Linked DNA regions of Sus scrofa: region 1 is linked to region 2. Evidence: chromatin contacts called from public Hi-C data. All regions are on one chromosome and are shown on one strand. The core of a region is the stretch at or near the end of the contact, and the rest is flanking DNA. Distances in the headings are between cores, read along the strand shown. Region 1 has its middle 120 kb from the start of YTHDC1. Region 2 overlaps GNRHR (gonadotropin releasing hormone receptor).

What was found. A called contact is a pair of places that touch in the nucleus more often than the background predicts.
Region 1: a Hi-C map of liver shows a contact between it and region 2, with 1.8 times the contacts expected there. The contact joins two enhancer-like sites. A contact is called at or near these places in 5 of 47 Hi-C or Micro-C datasets (embryonic fibroblasts, epiblast stem cells, fetal skeletal muscle and 1 more).

Annotation. Positions count from the first base shown.
Region 1 is chr8:65,962,717-65,967,089 of Sscrofa11.1, forward strand. No RefSeq gene overlaps it. Among named protein-coding and RNA genes, the nearest start is that of YTHDC1, 120 kb to the right of the region's middle. Within about 2 kb of position 1,390, at least 1 of the 83 cell types and tissues checked has an H3K27ac peak or open chromatin away from gene starts, as enhancers often do. A contact at or near this core is called in liver, where this site is marked.
Region 2 is chr8:65,473,450-65,478,374 of Sscrofa11.1, forward strand. GNRHR (gonadotropin releasing hormone receptor) reads right to left here. Exons shown (of 3, transcript NM_214273.1): 2 at 3,362-3,581; 3 at 2,131-2,468. The coding sequence ends at 2,224. Among named protein-coding and RNA genes, the nearest start is that of UBA6, 5.1 kb to the left of the region's middle. Within about 2 kb of position 3,047, at least 2 of the 83 cell types and tissues checked have an H3K27ac peak or open chromatin away from gene starts, as enhancers often do. A contact at or near this core is called in liver, where this site is marked.

The sequences.
Region 1 (4,373 bases), core at 140-2,639, 490 kb after region 2:
AAAGATAAAAATGTATAGAGGTAATGGCCAAAGAAAACATTTCATTGAACTTTATAGGGTGTAATGAGAACTCCGAATTTTATTCTAAGTTTGGTGGAAAGCTATTGTAAGGTTTTAAAATGGAAGATGATGTGGTCAAACTTACAGTTCAAAAGACTCCCAGTGGCTACAAGAAATTAGTTTCTGGGGAAGCAGAAACTGGCTGTCAAGGCTAAGTGGGACCAGGAAAAGGGAGCTCAGAGGCTGTTATTCTGTTTAGGTGAGAAAACTGGTTATTGGGACTGCAGATATAGTAAGAAATTGTTGAAGTCTTGTGTATTTTGATGGTTGAGCTAGCAGGATCTGCTGATAGAGTGGTTGTGTTAGAAGGTTTGGGTCTAAGCAGTCAGGGTTTATGGTAATGCCACTGATAGAGGCTGGGAGTAGAAACCAAGGCCTTGTTTTTAGAGTTGCTCCATTAAATAGAGCTCTTGGATATCTATGAGGAGATGTGAAACAGGTCACTGTTTGTATGAGGCTAGAGTTCATTGAAAAGGTTGTAGCTGGAAGTACCTTTTGGAGGCCAAGGAAACTGGAGGCCAATTCTTTGTCACTAAATGCCCAAACAAGTCGATTATTCCACTTGGTGTCTAAGCAGAGTAAGCTGCAGACTAAGTAGGTGACTTAACAACCCATGAACAGGAAGCTGAATTGAAGGTAGCAGGAGCTTATGAGGAATGAAAAGATTTTAGGAAGCTATTATGCTGTTGTAAAGGCTTTCATGTTTCTTTTCCCAGAATGAACTCTATTCCACAGTAACAAGAATATTTGAAAATGAGTGCTCAACTACTGAAGCTAATGTTGCTGGAATTATGGAGTTTCAGATAATGGGAGAAGTGGAAAACGACGTTCTTCTCAAAAGGAAGCTGAAGATTAGTTTACAAACAATTGATAAGTGCGCTTCCCTGTAGACAAAATCATAGAGAAGGCTAATATGTTAGAAAAACTTGAGCTGTGGATATGAGTGAAAGGGAGGAGTCAAGAGGATTGCAAGGTTTGGGACCTGAACAACTGGAAGAATGGTCTTGCCTGAGATGGGAGGCAGTGGGGATAAGGCATTTGGAGAAAGGACATTTTGTGTCTCAGATGGATATTTGACATCTGAATGGATATAAGCAGGAGGCAATTGGACATATGCTGTTGGATTTGGGGAGAGAGGTCTGGGCTGAAGATAAAAATCTGGAAAAATCATCAAGTGGATGGTATTCAAAACCTTGCGACTGAGATACGGCTAACAGGGTTTTTGTTTTGGCGTTACTCAACATTAAGAGGTCAAGAACAAGGGTATCTGTGAACTCACCTGCTTTTTTTGGGGGGAGGGGAGGTTTGGTTTGTTTTTGGCCATGCCCGTGCAGTGTGAATGTTCCTGGGCCAGGGATGGAACCTTGCCACAGCAGCAATCTGAGCCGCTGCAGTGACAACATCGGATCTTTAACCTGCTGTACCGACAAGAGAACTCCTAGCCTGCAAGTTTAGAATCTAAGAGTAGCAGATTCAGGAGTATATGGTGCCCTGGAAGACAAAGAAGGTTTATGATGGGGAAGGGGAGAAGAACTGTGCCAGATGCTGTTGATAAGACATAGAAGATGAGAATCCGCCATGAGCTTTAGCAACAGAGAGACTACAGGTGTCCTTGCAAAGAGTAGTTTTGGTGAAATCATGAGGCCAAAGTTTGATCATGTATTTGAGGAGTAATGGAAGGAGAGGTATAGGAAATAGTAAATATAGTCCAATTTATGGATAAATTTAAATATAGACCAGAGCCTTGGAGGAGCTACTGGTGGAGAAAGTGGGGTCAAGATAATTTTTTTTGGTATTTGCTTTTTTGTTTGAAGATCCAGGAAATAACAAAAAGAAAAGAGAGAGAGGGAAGCGTTGCTAGAGCAAATGCTTTAAGTAGGTGAGAGGAGACAGGACCTAGTGTGAATGTTGTAGGGGAGCAAAACTTGCCACCTCAAAATGTGTCTCTTTGGTAGGAGGATTTATTTTGGGTTTTTTGTTTGTTTGTTTGTTTTGTCTTTGTCTTCTTTAGGGCTGCACTCACAGCATATGAAGGTTCCCAGGCTAGGGGTCTAATTGGAGCTGTAGCCACCGACCTATACCACAGCCACAGCAATGCCAGATCCAAGCTGCATCTGCAAACTACACCACAGTTCACAGCAACGCCAGATCCTTAACCCACTGACCGAGGCCGGGGATCAAACCCTCAACCTTATGGTTCCTAGTTGGATTCCTTTCTGCTATGCCAAGATGGGAACTCCAGGAGGGTTTATTTTGGCTGATTGTTTTTAAGAAACAAGATTCAGGAAGTCTTTCTTTTTGTCCACTTCTTTGCTGCCTAAAAAAATTAAATAAAGGACTTGTTCCCAGAATAGAGCTGTCATCAAAGACTGTGGACCAGGTGTGCTGGGGGAACTGGGGGCAGGCCTAGAGATGAGTCTGCTCTGTGTCCCATTTGTCTCTGTATGGGCTACAAACATCTTTTTAGCAAACATTTGCTTTTCCATATCATGTGTATTGCCTTCTATACTTTGAAGTTCCAGATCATGACCCCTAACGTCCTCTTTTGTCTTTAGCTAATTAAGGTGAGGGCTTCTGCCATTTTGGGCATCCAAATCAGTTGTCTCCTATGCTTACATGTTATTAAACTTTTACTTGATTTTCTCCTGTTCAGCTGTGTCATGTCAATTTAATTTCTAAACCATCCGGAAGAATGTCCCACGAGGGAAAGGAAAAGTTCTTCCTCCCTGACGTGTTGGAGGGATCAGCTTCCATCTGAGCACCTGGGGCAACAGACAAGCAGGCTGAGTGTGCAACAGTTGCTGGTGAGTGAGTAGAGGTGGTAGAGGGTTTCTTCATGATGCTTCAGTTTTCAGGGAAGAAGGTAAGAAGCAATGTCATCAGTGGAGAATGGGGATGGATAAGGAGGTGATAGGAGAAGTGAAGAGAGGAAGAGATGTGAAATAGATGGCCAGAAGAATGAAAGAGCGAATAGAGAAATATAGTATGATGTGGGGGAAACTGAGAGCACGCTGGAAGTTTGTGATCGTGAATTTGAAGTTAGACCAGTTAGTCTGGTTGTGGATTTTTCTCCAAACATGTTCGGCTGCATAGTATAGGAAAAGAATAGGTGGAGATTTGGATTTTATCAGGGTTTTGATAAAAGCAAATGTCACAGTGATGAAGCAAGAGAGAAGCAGAGGAGTCAAGGGTATGCAAGATTATTGACTGTGGTTTTTATTTAACCTGGATACAGCTATGCCAAAGAAGTACTGATTCATGAATCAGTGTCAAATAAGAGAGTTTTGTTTTTTTGTTGCTTCATCCATGGTATGTGGAATTTTCCAGGCCAGGGGTTAAGCCTGTCCCACAGCTGTAACCAGAGCCACAGCAGTGACAATGCTAGATTCTTTACCCACTGAACCACCAGGTAACTCCACGGGAGATCTTATAGTTGCGTTTAACTGGCCTCTGTCTTCAACACCACCTTGAGAGTTGTATAATAAAAACTGTGTTAGGACAAATTATAGCATTTTGGTTATGAAAATTAAGAACAACAAATATCTATTGAGTATATCTCTATATTGGAATCCATTTCACAACTACAGTGTAGAAGCTGATTCAGAAGTGTCCTAAAACCATTAAATATATTATGTATCATGAAATATATTCAAGCATGAGGATAGGATCATCATCTAAACCGTGTCTTTAGCCTGTGTTTGTGTAGCATGTAGGAAAATGGAAAACAAGGTTTTATATACACTAACATGGAATGGAGGTACTGTGGTAAAGTTCAGAATTATAGAAATTAAGGCATAAACATTCATGAAGGTAATATTGTTCATTCTTTTCTTCCCAAAGTAATGCCTTCTTTTTCATTTCACATACATTACTATGTTTGCTTATTTTTATCTTCCCTCTTTATTCAATAGATCTTTACTGAGAATGTGCCATAAATAACATACTTTCTTATGAACTGTGCAAGTTGTAAAAATGAATCAGTCATGGTCCCTAACCCACAGAGCTTACGGTCTAGTGTTGAAATCAGATTTATTCACACATCTTAAAAACACAGAGAGAAAGTAGAGGTACGAAGAGGTTAAAAAAATAGGAAGAAGGCATCGGAAAATAACATGGCAGTTTCTTCAGAGACAAAACCTGAGCTATGACCATTAAGCCCAGAGCAATGAGCAGTTATGTTCTCACAAAAACTTACACACCCACATACATACCCATATAGTAGCTGTATTAACAGTAGCCAAAAACCGTAAACGACTTAAGTGCCCCTCAGTGGATGAATGGTGAAACAAACTGGTGCATCCATACTGTAGATT
Region 2 (4,925 bases), core at 1,797-4,296:
TTTGTTTGTTTTTTTAGGGCCACACCTGGGGCATATGGAAGTTCCCAGCTAGGGGTCAAATTGGAGCTGTAGCTGCTGGCTGGCCTACACCACAGCCACAGCAATGCCAGATCCAAGCCACGTCTGCGACCTACACCACAGCTCGTGACAACACCGGCCCTGACCCACTGAGTGAGGCCAGGGATTGAACCCACGTCCTCATGGATGCTAGTTGGATTCGTTACTGCTAAGCCACAACTATAAAACTGCTAACTCCACAACTATAAAACTGCTAACTCCAGAACTATAAAATCTTGATATCGGTATACATTTCTTTAAAGTTAACTTTGAGGATTTTAGCACATTACAAATTTTGATTCTTGCCCAACTCAACTATAGGGTTGAGGCATAGATTGGTTAATTAAAGGTTGAGCTTAGTGAAAAGAAGATGGGAATGAACAAGTAGAAGGAAAGAGTTCAATGGTGACAGAAATAGGAACAATGGAGAGAGAATTGGAAAATAATCTAGGATGTAGAAAAAAAATCAGCATACTGCAATACTAAAAAACTGAAAGTATGAGGAGAGAAAAATAAAGACCTAATTAGTCTAATTAGCATTTACTTTCCACAAGTCCACATACTCTGGAATATGTGGAAATTACATTTTATCTTTTGTGTGACACTACATATCTCACATGAATATAATAATATTTTACCTATTTTATTTTTAAAAAAGAACGTAAGCTGTGGTTGAATTTCTTTTTAGTTCCCTTATATGATTTTCTCATATATTTAATGGATTTTAGAGAACCCTTTCATCCCACCCCCTTTCTCATGGAATGAGTTGAAACAGAGGCCTGAACTAAAAGAGGTATCATGCTCACATATTTTGGAAGCCGTATCATTTAATATGCGTATCAGCAGGAGTTACACATTTACAGAAAGTTTTTCTTTCTCCTTTTCTAACACTATTCTGTCTTCTTTGACCTGTATGTATTGAAACTGGTTTTTCAGGACTCACTTACATATCAAGTAACTTTTTGCTTGATTTCTTATTTTCCTTTAGTGATTTGTGGATTATGGGTTTAGAAAGATCAGAAGGTAGGGGAAAAAAACCTCATATTAAAAGAGAGGGTATGTTATGCATTCAACAATCAATATAGGTCCTTTCTTTTTTTTGCCATTTCTTGGGCTGCTCCTGCGGCATATGGAGGTTCCCAGGCTAGGGGTCGGATCGGAGCTGTAGCAGCCCGACCTACACCAGAGCCACAGCAACACGGGGTCTGAGCTGCGTCTGTGACCTACACCACAGCTCACGGCAATGCTGGATCCTTAACCCACTGAGCAAGGCCAGGGATTGAACCGCAACCTCATGGCTCTTAGTTGCTAACCACTGAGCCACGACGGGAACTCTGATATAGGTCCTTTCTTGATTGTAATTTCAAACAATGTTATTATTACAACACTTAAGTACCACCAAATCCATAGACTGTATATTCGAGAGGACTAGTCTAACTCCTTGTCTAAATCCAAATGTCTCTAAGATTCCCTTCTATATGAAGACCCTTCACAACCTTACCCTGTGACGAATGGGGTGAAGGAGAACTGTTTACAAGTCTCGTCAGGTTGGAGAAGTGGACAGTGAGTTGGAAGCTGACTACTCCAAACATCAGAAGCCTTTTGAAGCCAAAGAAAAAATTAGATTGATTGCATTATTATTATTATTATTATTTTTAACCATAGGAGTGAAAACTGATCATATGGGCAGGGAGATGCTCTCTCTGTGCTCCATGTATTATTTTAGCATGACATAATTGCTGCTAAGTCCCTTCAGAGAAAAACTCTCCAAGGCATGATGGAGTTAGGACTGTGTTCCTAGCCTAATTTTTTGGCATTTATTTGCCTTAGGAAATGGCTATTTTAAGTATTCATACATTATTATACAAGAAGAAAAGGATTTTAAAAACTCATATAATGTACTATAGGAGCTCAGAAAGCACAGAGATTCATTCAGAAGCTCATGATTAAGTGGAAATATTTCATTATTTTTCCTACAATTTTTTTTCCTTCTAATTGGGTCTCTGACAATATGATTTCTAAGAGAAAAATAATAATATTATACCCTAAAATTCTGCTTTGTTTTTATGTAAATGTGCTACAATATGCTTTGTGCTTGTCATTCCCCAAAGGGGAAATTCATCATTTTGCCCTTCTTTATATAATTCTGTATATAGTCTAACAAAATTACAGAGAGAAATATCCGTATATAAGTGGATCAAAGCATGGATTTAAAAAAGCAAAGAGAAAGAAGAAGTGATTGACTGGATCTGACACCCTGTTTACCATTTCGGGATCAAACCAGTACCAAATTCCTAGGACATAGTAGGGAGTCCAGCAGACAATAAATGAAGCAGCAAATGCAACTGTCATCTTCAGAGTCCTCAACCGAGCTCGTGGTATGTTGTTCTTGGATTGATTCAGTTGCAGGTCTTTCAGGTAGAGAAAAGACAAGGTGTTTAATGACCAGTTTTATTACAAAACCAAAGCAGACAAAAAGCAAGAGAGAATCACTAAACGTAATGAATATAATGGAAGAAAATGTCTAATATTTTTAATGATGATAGTTTGTTTGAAAAACATGTTTATATTTCAAGTTTTCCACTATGTTGCAAAATAAATAGAAAATATTAAAGATGATAACACTCTTAAAATTAATTTTTCTACCAAACTAATATGGGTTGAACTACGGAATTATTCAAATTCTTAAAATATAAATTTAAGAGAGCAGACTGAGTTTGAGCTGAATTGAATTCCCTGCTTTTTGGTTGTCATGTCGTCACAATCATGTTTACTTTATAAATTCATAGATTTCAGCTTTTAGGAATGCACCAGATTCCCAAAGCAAAAAAGGCACAATCACATCTGTGAAGTTAAATGTGGAAAGTGTGTGGATATATTGTGTGGATACAAGGGATCTGAATGTGAAATAGGACAGCTTACCTCCTTAACAAGTCAACTGGCTACCATTTAACGAATTGTACTTTGCTACATTCTAGACATCAGGTGTTTGCTGTAGTGCTGTGATTGCCCCAACAGGAACAATTTGCCAGAGCTTATACTGGGAAAATGCAGTAACTGTCCTTTCATCTTCAGTTCCATGGTGTAAAGTTAGAATGTTAGGAGACATTAAATGACTGCATCTATAAATTGGGGATAATAAAAGTATCCCCTTATGGGATGACTGTGAATATTAAAATAAGTTTATGCAAACGGCTTAGGATAGTTTTTGGCTGATAGTAAGTGCCATTCTGCTTAAACGCTTGCTGGATTGCTGTTAAACACTGTCTACCTGCAATTAACACCAAATCTGAGGAATACATACTGTGGGGATCCTGCTGAAGGACTCTTGTCAGAGTGAACATGATTTTTGCGTTGCAGATCAACATGATGAGGAGAGGGATAATGAAGAGGCAGCTAAAGGTGAAAAAGTTATAAAAGGCTTGATGCCACCATTGTGGAAAACTGCCATGTGTTACACATTGAGAGAAACCTTCTGTCTGTCCAGAGCTGTCTGCTAAATGGATCATCCTGAAGATGTATAACTGTAGGAGAAAATAAAATTAAAGCATGATGTTGCTTATTGTCAAACAGTATTGCAAGTGTTCTTGAAAGTTTTCTTTTCTGTATTCTGCTAGCTTTCCTACATGTTGTTGCCCAAAGCAGCTGCTAAGCTTCTTGATATTATCCTTTTGGTGTTTCTATAAAAAGTCGTAAGTGGATCTTTACTTATGCAGGTTTGGGTAATGTGAATGGATCTGTAGGATTTTGGATTTCTTTGGAAATTGCTTCAACCTTGCATAACAATCATCAAAGACTTAAACCTTGTCTGTATTTCAATTTGAAATGCAGTTATGCAGAGTAAACTTTTTGCAAGTGATTTCACTGTCATATCTGCAGTGCATAAAACTGTGTCTAGCATTTAGAGTATGTCCTCAAAAGTACATATTTAAATTTTGTTTTTGAGACATAAACCCCATTAAAATGGTCAAAAGATGAACAGACAGTTCACAAAAAAATGTACAAAGTTCCCTTGTAGCAGTTCCCATTGAATCAGGGGGCTGGCATTGTCACTACAGCAGTTTGGGTCACTGCTGTGGCTTGGGTTTGAGCCTTGGCCTGGGAACTTCCACATGCCCCTGGTGTGCCAAAAAAATAAAAACTACAAAAAAATAACAGTGGCTCTTAAGATACGAAAAGATATTCAACCTCACTTATGGTAAGAGCAGTGCCAACCAATTAAGGCTACGTTGATATGCCATTTTTCACTCTCAAGATTGACAAATCAAAAAAAAAAAATAGTAGAATTCGTGTCAAGGCCATGGGGAAAGAGAGACTCTCATACTTTTTTTGGTTGGTTGTTTTGTTTTTGTTTTTTTGTTTGTTTTTTGCTTTTTAGGGCCGCACCTGAGGCATATGGAAGTTCCCAGGCTAGGGAATCGAATTGGAGCTACAACTGCTGGCCTACATCACAGCCACAGCAATGCCAGATCCAGATCTGAGCCTTCTCTGAGACCTACACCTCAACTCACAGCAACCCTGGATCCTTAACCCACTGAGCAAGGCTAGGGATTGAACCTGAGTCCTCATGGATACTAGTTGAATTTGTTTCTGCTGCACCACAGCAGGAACTTCTGAGACTCTCTACTTTGGTAACAATGCAGATTGGTACAACCATTAAGGAGGGGAATTTGGCAATAATTAGCATAGCTATATATGCATTTATCTTTGACCCAGTCATCTGACATTTAGGAATTCACCTTGAAGATACATTCCTACCTCAATTACATGAAACTAAATATGCACAAGATTACTCATTGATGCATTATTTGTAACTGGAAAACATGGAAAATAATCTAAAAAATCAATTCCTAGAACAGTAGCTGGAT